3 separate regions of the Mus musculus genome follow, and all the other regions are linked to region 3. Evidence: chromatin contacts called from public Micro-C and promoter capture Hi-C data. All regions are on one chromosome and are shown on one strand. The core of a region is the stretch at or near the end of the contact, and the rest is flanking DNA. Distances in the headings are between cores, read along the strand shown.

Evidence for each region. Promoter capture Hi-C pulls out the DNA fragments that hold promoters and counts their contacts. Hi-C and Micro-C count contacts between places; a contact is called where the count stands out from the background.
Region 1: a contact with region 3 is called in a Micro-C map of embryonic stem cells, with 12 times the contacts expected there. A contact is called at or near these places in 1 of 39 promoter capture datasets (embryonic stem cells) and 2 of 484 Hi-C or Micro-C datasets (both in embryonic stem cells).
Region 2: a promoter capture Hi-C map of embryonic stem cells shows a contact between it and region 3, with 3 times the contacts expected there. A contact is called at or near these places in 1 of 39 promoter capture datasets (embryonic stem cells) and 1 of 130 datasets of targeted methods (astrocytes).

What each region holds. Positions count from the first base shown.
Region 1 is chr19:24,899,475-24,903,494 of GRCm38.p6, forward strand. It overlaps Foxd4 (forkhead box D4), which reads right to left and starts at 1,542. Exons shown (of 1, transcript NM_008022.3): 1 at 1-1,542. The coding sequence starts at 1,360. The coding sequence ends at 26.
Region 2 is chr19:29,323,397-29,327,756 of GRCm38.p6, forward strand. Insl6 (insulin-like 6) reads right to left here and starts at 1,922. Exons shown (of 2, transcript NM_013754.1): 1 at 1,649-1,922. The coding sequence starts at 1,919.
Region 3 is chr19:27,215,486-27,219,499 of GRCm38.p6, forward strand. Vldlr (very low density lipoprotein receptor) reads left to right here and starts at 1,535. Exons shown (of 18, transcript NM_001161420.1): 1 at 1,535-2,211. The coding sequence starts at 2,130. The region is part of intron 3 of Gm35438 (a long non-coding RNA gene); the gene reads right to left.

The DNA of each region.
Region 1 (4,020 bases), core at 292-2,791, 2.3 Mb before region 3:
CCTGGAGGCTGGGCCTGGGTGCTGCTTAAAATTCGGGCAAGGTCCCCTCTCGGCCCGAAAGAGCGGCCAGGGTTGTCAGCCTACCGTCGTCAGCTGCAGGCTGTTGCCTCAGCAGCGCCGCAACGGCGGACAGGTGCTGGCCTAACCGCACGCCTTTACCGGGAGCGCAGCTAATGGCACAGTGATGCTGTTCTTGCTGCAGCGGCAGCGGCGGTTGCGGCTGCTGAGGCAATATTGTCCGGGAACCTGCGGACATGTGAAACAAAGGGGAAGCGGCCTGGGGGTGCAGCAGGCACGGTGGATGTTGCAGCAGGTGGCAGTAGCTCCACGGAGCAAAGGACGGACTCTGCGCAGACCCAGTTCCTCCTCCTGTAACCCCCTGCATGATGCTCTCGATGGTGAACGAAGCGCACCCGCGTCCGGACCGAGTTCCAGAGCTCTGGTCTCTCTCCCAAGGCTGGGAACCCAGTACGGGCTGCAGCGCGGGAATGGCTAAGGGGGTGGCGGGGTCCGCGCCTTCCGCTTTTCTAGGGTTGTCGCCATAGGCCGGGGCCGCGAGCAGCAGGTAGCGCATGGGATGCGGATGCAGCGGGGCGCACGGGTGACTCCGAGGCGGGGCAGCGGGATGAGCTGCGAGGTTAGGCTGTGGTGGGGCAGAGTAGCGGAGCAGGAGGCTGGGCTGGGAGACGTGCAGGGTGGCGGGCACAGCGGGTGGAGGGAAAGGGCAGTGCGGGTGGCCTCCCGAGGGCGGGTGGTGGCGCTTGAAGCGCTTCCTGCGCCGGAGGAAGCTGCCGTTGTCGAACATGTCCTGGGAGGCGGGGTCCAGGCTCCAATAGTTGCCCTTGCCCGGGTGGCCCGGCTCGCGAGGGATCTTGACGAAGCAGTCGTTGAGCGACAGGTTGTGGCGGATGCTGTTCTGCCAGGCGGGGAACTTACGGCGGTAATAGGGGAAGCGGCCGCTGATGAAGGCGCAGATACCGCTGAGCGTCAGGCGCTTGTGCGGGCTCTGCAGGATGGCCATGGTGATGAGCGCGATGTAGGAGTACGGGGGTTTGGCGGGCTGCGGGCCGTCGGCTGTGGTGGTCGCCGGGGTCCGTGGTGCTCGGAACTTGCGGAGGAACCCGGAGGAGTTACTCAGATCGCCGCAGTCCCCCGCGCTCCTCCCTGCAAGAGTGCGGGCTCCGGGCCTCTGCAGGGATCGCTCCAGGCACTTATGGCTCTCCTCCTCGTCATCCTCTTCTTCCGTCTGATCTCCATCTTCCTCCTCTGCCAGCACGTCGATCTCCACCTCATCCTGGTCGGAACTTAGAGGACTGGGCGGTGGAGTGGAACGAAGGTGCCCAGCTCTTGCTGAGTTCATGGAGGATAGGAGGGAAGAGGGAGAGGAGGGGACGGACGTGGGGGCAGCTCACCTGGTTTGGGATGGGTGAGTTAGCAAGGATGAGTCTGCTGGGAAACTGGAGCGCTCCTAGGTTAGGCTTCCTTGTTCTTTTCTGCTTTTTCTTTCTAACACCCTTTGGCAAGGAGCACTTGGTGTTTTAAGTTTCTCTGAGAAGTGCGCAGCTATATATCCTTCTTTGCCGTTCCTCGGGCTGGAGCCACGTCCTCCTGACGCGGTCCAATGATGGGGGGTCCTTGGTCCCTCCTCTTCACAACCATCCACTACGGAGGATGGTTTAATCAGCCAAAGTGCTCTGACATTGTGCGGGCTCTGTTGATGTTTCTCTAAAGCTGCACAAATAAAAATCAAGAGGGAAAACATGATACACAACGACGATGTGGGACCACGTCGACATTTAGACCTTCCCAGTACTGACTTTGGCGAGTAATGAGATGTATCTCAAACAGAATGGCACACTGACTTAAAGCTATATGCCCCCATTCCAGAGAAATGGCTCCTTCCCTCCTCGTAAACTTCACCAAATAATCCCGTGACTCGATTTCCCTAAAAACTAAAGCATCCTAGCATAAACTGTGGAAGTTCAGTGTGGACTTTAAAAGGAAAAAAAAAAAAAGTATTTTCTTAGTCTCTTTTCCTCCAGCTTCTTTTACTATTTAGCCAGCGGAGCAAAGGTGCAAATTATTTTTTCACGTTCAGACAGGGATGCCTAGAAGAGGCTTCAGAAAGCAACACACTAGCACCACAGAGGCAACTGGTATCTTCATCTTCTTTTCCTTCGTTGTCTTTACCAACTACATTGATTTCACTACACAAATACTGTTTCCCCCAAAGTAATTTTATAAAGAAAGGAATGCCCTCACTATATGAGTGCATCTACCTGCTTGGCTTTGTCCCCTACCCCTCCCCCCAACCCGAACATCCATCCAGAAACACAAGTGCTTTACTGTGGTAATAACAATAAATCGAGGAAGGGCGGGGTTGCAGTGTCCCTGACACTAGATAGTCCAGAGGTCCATGGTAAGGCATCCACACTGCAGAGCAGGACAGGGACCCCAGGACTTGCTTGAAGGCTTTGGAGTACCTAAGCTTTTAGATTGGTTTCATGTGAGTTAGCCCAGCAGCTAAAGTAACAATATGGTAGAGTATGTCTGTTACATAAATAGGGATTGCATAGCAAAATACAAAGTACATATTGGGGGAATTGGGAAGGTGAAATCTAAAAAGATGCACTAGGAAAGGATGAAAGTTGTGCCACCTTCAACGTTTATGTTTGTGATTGTGACCTTTATTGAGAAATCAGAAACTGACTACCAAAAATAGCTCATCGCCTTTGGGATTAAAGTAGTTTAAAGAAGTTAGCATCTTTTGGAGAGCAGCTCCCTTGCCAGCCTTTGAGTTAAGCTGCATTGCTCTGTGGAGGGTTTTACCCTCCAAGGCTCTCTATTGTGTGCAGCTTGAGGTAGGACAAACAACAGATCTGAGCCTCACAGATTTGTGTTTAAATCCAAAATTGACCAATGACTATTTGTGTGATTTTAAACTGCAGGAGGGCCGGCAGGTGTCTCATTCAATCTGCTGGCCCCAGATGCTGCCCTCACCCCCTGCTGGAGAGACTCGGTTCCCCTTTTCTGATTATCTGTGTGAGAGAGAGTATTGTTGGTTTTCCTAAAGTCAACTGCTAGGGGGATTTGGGTTATTTACAAATGAAAGGGTGTAAGAATGTGCTCAAAAACAAAACAAACCCCCCACATTCTGGGGCTAATCTCAAAGGTGACTCAGGAGCCAACTAAAGATCTCCCTGTGGCCAACGCTGGGGCAAACCGAACAGTCAACTTAGCTGGTTATAACTCAATGTCTAAAATGTATTTGTGTGTTCACGTTGCTAAGAATAACTGGTTAAATCAATAAAGGAAATCTCTTGTAGAATTTCAAATAACTCACGTAGTTACTCAAGATGGAGTCTAATTCCCAACTACTTAACATGAGATTTTCTCCCAAAAAGTCCAATAGAAAAAGGGACAGGGTAGCCTTTCCTGTGGAGAAATCTGATCAAACCTCAGCCAGGAGATGAAGGCCAACCCCAACTCCGCTGCAGCACAATGATGTGTAGTTGCTTGATGTAATGTCAATGGCAATCCAAAGCCTAACTGAAGAGCACCTATGTGCCTGCCAAAGGCACAAACCATAGGACAGCTAAGGCACTGTCATAATCTACAGCAGCCTAAGGGGACTATTGAGTGCAATGGTCTATCCTGGATGCGATTCTTCAACAGAAAAAGAATATGATATGTGGATTCCAAATAATCTGAGCCTGTGGCAAGGTTGGCTCACTAACAGTAATAAATGTCCCCTAGCATGTTGAGATGTTAGTGTGTCTATCAATCTAAACCTTTAATAAGGGCAGGGTGTTGAATAGCTCAGTTGGTAAATTGCTTTGCTTTGCATGCTCAAGCTCTCCAGGAGTTGGGTCCCCAGAACCCACAAAAAAAGTGGCACAGTGTGTGCATAGTGGCACACTTGTAATCCCAGGGCTAGGAAGGTAGAGACAGGAAGGGTCCCTGAGTGGGAGAGGCCCGGTTGAGGTTGGAGTGTGCGTGGGGGATAGCACCTGAAGAACA
Region 2 (4,360 bases), core at 672-3,171, 2.1 Mb after region 3:
ATGAGGCTTGTCATAGAATAAAGGAACACAAATACAAATGGGCAAAAAGAAGGAGAGGGACGAGGAGGAGGAAGAAAAGGGAAAGAAGGGAAATAGAGGAGGTCAGAGTCTGCGTGGATTCTTGGCCTTTCTGAATCTATCACTGGGTCTTTCTTTCCAACCCCCACTTGCAGTGTGAGGTTTTGCCAGGCTCGCTCTGTCCCCTGAAGCTGGAGGGCGTGGCTTCCCGTCCTTTTCTGCTATTACAGTGAGTAAGACAGAGTTATAACTAAACAAAAAAAGCAAAGATTAAAGGGAGCAAAATGCAGTAAGAAAAGAGGAAATAGTCTAGGTAATACATGGTTATTAATTCTGTAACATTTGAAATCAAACAGAAATGAATTCCTATGAAAATCTTGACAGACACAGATATATGAAAGCTACGCACATCGATGACAAAGAGATCGAAAGCAAAACTAGTCACACATAGATGGTTTTAGGGGTGAATTCCACCTAGTTGCAAAGGAAAGTAGTTTACAAGCAGTTCCACTTCATTTTATGACTCTCATTAATTCCTTATTTCCAAGTCAAGTAAGAACATTGATTTTTTTTTAAAGTTCTGATAAGTTGCTTCACTTACAAACACTGCTTTGAAAAAAACTATAAAATTAGTTAAGGGAATCTACAAACACATTTTACAACATAGGAGAAAGGCTAATATCAGAATGGCAAGGGTAGGTCAAGACCACGAGATCTCTATGCAATTCAGCACGCTAGTTCACCTTCAGTGCTGCTGCAAACCACAGAGAAGCTTCATCTGTCCCCATACTACAATCTACCTATCTGCATCGATGAGCTATCCATGCCGAGACTCATCTCATCCGCCCTTGTCCTTCCCTGTGCCCTTTATTAAGTTTTCACTTCACATGAATTGCTCCGTTGGCTTTGCTCTCCCTCTCTCAGCCCTTCTGGACGAACCTTACTGCCCTACGCTGTTGCTTCTTTTCCCCTCCTGTTCAGCACATCCTGACCTCCTCGCTCTTCCCCGTATAATTCAGACAGCAGTGTCTTTCCCCTAAATAAACTTTTCCTCTAAATAAACGCCCCCAATCCCATCCCATCCTATCTATGTGACTAGTTCCTCATCACCTATATCTATCTTCTGACAATGCCCCCGACAGTGGTTAATTTCAAATGAGCAAGAATTTATTTGACTCGTGATTTGAAGATGCTCCAGGGTCCAAGGACTTTTCCTGTAGCATCATCCCATAGCGGAGGTGCCGGAAAAGGAGGATGAAGTGATCTTGCAACAGATTCACTCAGGACAATCCACTTCTGTGATAATGGCCTGACTCCGTTTCAAGAAAATTTAATTCCCTCACTTCACTTCCTAACGCTGCCCTGGAGATTAAGCTTATAACACACGGAATTTGGGGTATACATGAAACCTAAGGCCATCTTTTTAATAAGGCCTACTCTGAACAAATTATTTCTTCTAAGTCTAAAGTGAACTTCATATAAGTCTGTATGGTTTTTAAAACTGTATTCACACGTACACTAGGTACAAATTCTATTTCCTACAGAAATTCACTGGCAGAGCAAAGTCAAGGATAAGAAAAGAGGAGTTTGCACACTGATAAGCTACCAAGCCTTCCCTTCAGAGTTTTACCTGGGTTTGTGAATCTTCTCCAGGCGGAGGAAGAAGGGTGAGGGTTGAAGGCTTTGCCCTTGCGTGAGTAGTGGGGAAAGAACTGTGTCATAGGACTTTGCTCCTCCATCTCGAACCGGCTCCAGTCACTTTGGCCACAGAGTTTTATAACTTCTATCAGCAGGTGCCTGCCGCACAGCTTCCTGGGTCTGGATTCCTCTTCCTCTTCCCTGGAGAAAGGAGTCAGTAGGAGTCCAAGCCACAACAGACAAGAACAGCACAGCTGCTTCATCCCTGGGCTCCGCCACAGGGCCGGGCGCGCTGCAACGGCCGTCGCCCCGCCCCCGCCCCGCCCCGCCCCGCCCCGCCTTCGCCACCCACCACGCCCCCAGCCACGCCCCTCTCCGCACCGCCCTCGGGTTGCCCTCCCTCGCAGGCAATCTTCTCCAGAACACTTTGGTTAGGTGCGGGGTGTTCCAGGCTTACATGGACTTCCGGCTTGCAGAAAGTTGAAATTAACAGGCTCTTTTGGCCTCAGAAATGCAAGTTTTAAAATGTCTTCTTTTCCTAACTTTATTCATTCATTTTCCTTGTCGTCAAAGTTGAAATTAACAGGCTCTTTTGGCCTCAGAAATGCAAGTTTTAAAATGTCTTCTTTCTCTGACTTTATTCATTCATTTTCCTTGTCGTGCGCTCCAAGAAACTGCCTCATGAAATATGAGAACCTAGGACTCTGAGATGCAGCATCCCCCCCACACCTGGAATGTGATCTTCTTTTTGCCTAGTGTTTACAGGAGCCATTTCTTCCCTTCGGAGAAACTTATCTCCTTCATGGATTATATTTTTTAACTTTAAAAAATTGGTACTGGAACTAGAGAGATGTCTTGGCAGTTAGGAGAACTTGCTCTTGCCGAGGATCCGGGGTCGCTTCCCTGTACCAACAAAGCAGCACATGGTAGTCTGTAACTCCGGTTCAGTACCAGTCATACTCGTGGTGCATATACAGACATGCAAGCAAACACTCATACATATCAAATAAAATAAATAAACCCTTTTTAAAAATTACTCATTCCATCGCGGTGTCTTCTCACATCTATCGCACTGTACTTCACTCTCTCTTACTCGCCTCCCTTAACCACCCTCTCCCAGTTCCTGCCTTTAGTAATTCCCCTTTTTGCTTTTTTTTAATTACATGTCCTCTATTAATTGATTGCCTCCTACCTTCTTTAAGCACTCATCCCTCTCGGAATCCCTTTTGTAGTTTCATGACCTACAAACACAAACATTTAAGCATACACATATATAAACACACAAATACATAGTTTTAAGTCTAGATTCTACATGTACATAAAAGCATCATTTAGTATCCGGTTCCCGGTAAAAATTGCCTTAATTTATTTATATGAGCACATTCTTTTTTACAATAAATTATCATCACCATTATTATTATTATATTATTATTATTATTATGATGTTTATTTACTGCTGATGTGTGTGTATAAGTTGGATCCAGTTCTCTCCATGCACCATATGGGACCCCAAGATCGTTGTCACATTGTCAGGCTTGGCAGCAAGTGCCTTAACCCGCGAAAGCATCCCACTGCCTGGGAATGCATTCTTAACTGCTACACACTATTATTAGCAGGATAATGGCTGAATGGATTTATTTAACTGAAAAAAAATTATTTGCATGCCTAATTTTGAGTGAATAAGTTCTAATATTATAAAATTAATTTCAGATGTATTTACTAGAATCCCATACTATTAATTTTACTCCAGAACATTGTCATAAAATATTTGTCTTTCTGAATCAAATGTACTTTATTTAACATAATATACACTTGTATCCATTTTCCTACAAAGGTCATAATTTTGTGGGTTTTTTCTTCATAAATGTATTCAAATTTCATTGTGCATATGTACCACATTTCTTTTTTTTTAATTGGCTTTTATATTTAAATATATGTATGGGTATGTGTAGTGCCTATTGAAGCCATAAGAGGGTGTCAGATCAAATGGTTACCTGACATGGGTGCTGGGAACCAAACTCAGGTTCTCTGAAGGAGCAACAAGTGCTCTTAACCCTGGAGCTCGGCGCATTATCAGCACCCAACCAATGGTGAAGGACGTCTCCGCTGGCCCCACTTCCTAGCTACCGTGAACAGTGCAGCAATACAAATGTGTATGAGTGTCTCTGGGACGGGTTGACTTAGAGCCCCTGTAGTTCCCAAGCTCTGCAGCGCTCCTTCTCTTTAGATTCTTCAGGAGCGGCCATGCGGGCAGCATGTATCTGTATTCTCACCGGCAGGGAACACACATTCTTGTTTCCTCACAGCGTTGCCAGCATTTGCAGTCCCGTGCTTTGTTTATTGATAACAGCTATTCTAACTAGAGTGATGTGGACTCTCAACTCCTTTATTAATTGTATTTCGCTGGTGGGTAAGAATGTTCAAGTATTGTTTTTTTGTAGTCATTTGCATTTCTCCTTTTGAGAGTTCAGTTTATTAACCCATTAAATGATCAGATGATTAGCTTTCCTGGAATTTAAAATTTTCAGTTCTTCATATGGGTGGATATTATTACCCTGTCTAATGTGTAATTACTAAATCATTTCCCTCATTCTGTAGGGTACCCAGTGGAGGCTGGGTTTTTCAGGGGTTGTTTTGTTTTGTTTTTGCTATATGGAGCCTTTTACTGTCATGTGATCTTTTCAATTGTTGGGATCATTTCCTG
Region 3 (4,014 bases), core at 285-2,784:
AAGTTAAGTCTTATGTGCCGTATCAATGTTTCCCTTGTCGTGTACCTTTCTCTCTCAAGTAAAACATTGAAAACAAGCTTGTGACGTCTCAGTTAACTATGGAGCCTGTTCATATTGACTATTTATTGACTTCACCTATGTCCCCCACCCATTTCATCAGGTGTAAAGTGACTATGAGCTTTTCAAGCCCCAGGGATACGAAAGTTAGACCATCCCCCTCAAACTTGGTCTGTGGACTGGTACTGGCTGTGATCACGTGTTCACCATGCAGTTTCCGCCCATCTCCTACCCTCTGATTATACACAACAGCATCCACAGTGAGCAGCTTTGAAAGACCCCATCTGCATGTGAGATTATCCATCACAATGAGGCTAAATTACACCGATCAAAATGTACCCTGGCTGAGAATTACCCCCAGGGTCTCCTGGGTACATGAGAACATCTCTCCTAGTAGACTGTCCCCAGAGAACTGCTCAAGAGAACCAAGGTGACATTACAATGCCAGAAGGAAGCTAGGACATGGAATCTGAAATCTGTCAACTTTGATTCATTCGAGGTACAGCAACTTATAAAACAGAAGCACATACACACATATTAACAGGTGAAATAATTTGGAAAAATCTGTGGTATACCACAGAAAGCATCTCAACCAAGGCGATGTGTTCAAGAAAACTGAAGTACACTAAGAACAAACCATAAACTTAGGTCCTGTCTGGCACCCACCTCCCTCCAATCTATCCTCTCTGGGAGGGTTGACTTCTTTCCCTCCACAATGCTTATAATTGAACGTTACAAACTATACCAAGAATAAATCTACCGGGGTCCCCTTCCTCCAACCAGAAAAAGGTTAAGCTTTTAATTACAGGCCCTCAAACTATCATTTTGTGCAATTAGCAATTAACTCTAATCGTTGATGAGAGAATGCAGAGCTGCGCTGGCAATTTCCCTCCTCCCCATCCCAGACTCGGTTATTTTAGTCTTGTTCTATTACAGAGGACAAGCCACAACCGCGGGAGCGCTCTTGTTCTTTCTCTCTTTCTCTTTCACACACTCTTACTTAAAGCCACATTTAATTTTTAACAAAATGGCATCTCAGCTTGCCATTGAGATGGGACTCCGAACCCCACAGCAGAACAGCGGAGCTTTCGCACCCCTCCTCTTCATCACTTTCAGGTTGGAAAGAAGAGTCCCCCGGAAGATGCTACCTACCGACCTCACTACATCAGCCCTTCCTAGGGGCTCAGGAGAGGGAGGAAAAGGGTTCCTTGCTGCCCCCCAGACCCCTCAACTGCCAGCCCCATCAAGCCTGGAGGCGGTGGCAAGAGCAGCAATAGTTGCATCAGCGCTCCTAGCCAAGGCGCCAGGAGGGTACAGTAGCAACTGTAGGGAGCTAGGGAGCGCACAGCTGCTGCGGCCGCAGGTTCCCTGGATCAGGAAATTAGGACAGGCACCCGGGATTGGAGGTGAGGACGGTGCGCGAGCCAACCAGCGGCCGCCCCGGGTCCCCCGTGAGCCCCGGGCCAACGCGCGGAGCAGTCGAGCCCCTGGAGCCATCCGGATGGCGGCGGCGACAGCCCCAGCCCCAGCCACTCACGCACGCACGCTGCCACTTGCCCCCGCACCCTCCTCACTGCGCGCGGGAGAGCGGTGCGTGCCTGAGCTGCTGGGCTGAGCTCCCCCGCTGGGGTCCCCGCGCCGCTCGGCCGCGCTCCTGCGGCCGCCCGGGTGGTTGCCCCCAAACCGCTCACTTGAGCTGTCCTCGGTGGCGAACGGGCTCCCCGCCCCCTCCTCCCGCGCCGTTCCCTCCCCTCTCCCTCCCCTTCTCTGCAACGCCTGCATTATTTTCCGCCCGCAGGGTCCGCGCGCACACCGCGGCCGCGGCGGGGGAGGTGACCGGGTGGGTGGTTGGGTGGGTGGCTGGCGGGGAGTAGAGTGTGCAAGTTGCAGGGAAAGGGTGCCCGCTCCTTGCGTGCTCTCCGTGCTCCCGGCTCTTCACTCCTTCCCCCTCCTCCTCGTCTCCTCCCTCCCCGCCCCCACCTCCTTCTTCCTCTCCGAAGGGCTGGTAACTTGTTGTGCGGAGCGAACGGCGACAACGACGGCGCGACGGAGGCACCATCCGGGCGGGCAGCATGGGCACGTCCGCGCGCTGGGCGCTGTGGCTGCTGCTCGCGCTGTGCTGGGCGCCCCGGGACAGCGGCGCCACTGCAAGCGGTGAGTGGGGACGCGCCCCTCCGCACTCGGCCCGAAACAAGCCGAGGCGTCCGCGATCGCCGCGTTCTGGGGGACCCCGGGGCTCCTCTTGCCCATCCCCTCCTAGCAGGCGCCTCTCCACGCTCCTCTCCTGCCTCCCCTCCCCACCCGGGTGGCGCCTCTGAGCTGTCAGAGCCGAGGTTACTGGGAGCCAGGCCCGGGGGACGGTGGGGTTTAGGGTGTCCTAAAGCGTCCCTTGAACTTGTTGTCATTCTTCTGTGTCCCCCTTCTTCCCAGAACCTCTGTTTTACATGGTTTTCACCCCCCATTGACAAGGGCTAGGGGATGTGGGCTTTGGAGCCACTGAACAATGGTTCTGCCTCCTCTGCCAGGCGGGCTGTTAGGACCGTGGCAGAGCACGGGGCCTGGAAGCCCGAGTGCGCCCCTCAGACTTAAGCAGGGTTGAGAGCGCACAGTGGGTGAAGGTGGGCGTCTCCGAGGACACCGGGCGCCAGGTGCCGGCCGAGCCGGGAGTCCTCGCGCTGCCGTGAGCAAGCGCACGTTCGGTGGGCGGCAGCCTGGAGGCCGAGCCATGACAAGTACGCAGCCTGCGCCCGGGACTGAGACTCCCCAGGCGCCGGGCCGTCTCTCGGGCTCCAAGAGTGGCTTTCAACTGGACTGTCCTCCGAGTGCTTTTCTTTCTCCCATCCCCGGGGATTCCGCAGCTACTGCGGCTTTTAAAAACCTCTGGGGTCTCTGAGATAACTGAACGGGGGAGGGGAGTGGGATCAAGACTTAATCAGGTTACTTTGCCGAGCCTCATTCTGGGCAACACTTTCCCCCAGAGAAACTGAGTCCCAGTGTAGTGACTGTAATTAGCCTTTATTCTGCACAATACGGCCCGAAGGTGTGGAGCTGGAGCGTGTGACTGGAGCTTGGGGAGGGCGGGGTGACTACTGTCGAGTCCCAGGGGGTCGGCACACTGGCTTTGGAGCCCTGTGTGTTTCCAGCACCCCATCTTGGGTCACACAACTTTCCAGAGCAGGTGATAAGATGCCTTCCTAACAAGGTCCGCGTCTGATCCTTGGCGGGCCACTGAAGAGGTCTTAGAGGTCTTAAGAGGTGACACCAAAGTGCTTGCTTGCCAACCAGCTCTAGGTAATTAGGGCAGAACGCTGTCCCAGCTCTAAATAGTCCACAATCCACATCTCCTGTCGCCGGGTAGCTTAGAAGGCCCGCCTGCGTGCGGTCACGTGTGTCCTGGAGTGAGAGCGAACTTTCAAGTGTGTGGTCAAGCTGTCTGTCGAGCTATGCTGGGGTGTTTAAGTCTCCCAGCGCCCCTGGGCCTTTGGTTCCGCTGTCCGGAGCGTGAGAAGCTGGGCAGGGCTTTTCTGCCCCATGCGATTGGCTGGTAGCTGGATTGCGTTTAGCTTGGTCACGTGTCTACGCGGAGTTAATTGAGCTGCCCCAGCTGGGTTACCTTTAAGATCAGCCAGGCTCAGAGGGGCCTTTCCCTCTGGCGCTTTCTCCAGCTGCACTCTGAAAAGGGCCCAGGTATCGTGACGCTAGAATCCTTCCTGTGACAAACCTCTGTGCCCAGAGAAGCCCTGCTTAACAGAACATTTCAGACGCTGACATTAATCATTAATGGATGAGTAATGTTAACTTATTAAACCATCTCTCAGAAGAGTGACTTGACTCGGGCTATATATTTTGTAGTATTTCAAAACACGAATGCATAAAATCCATTACTGACTGTGATCCGGGGAGTTGGGAGAAAGGAGTCTCCTTAGCTGCAGAACCTTTTGGATTCTTGGAATGTTT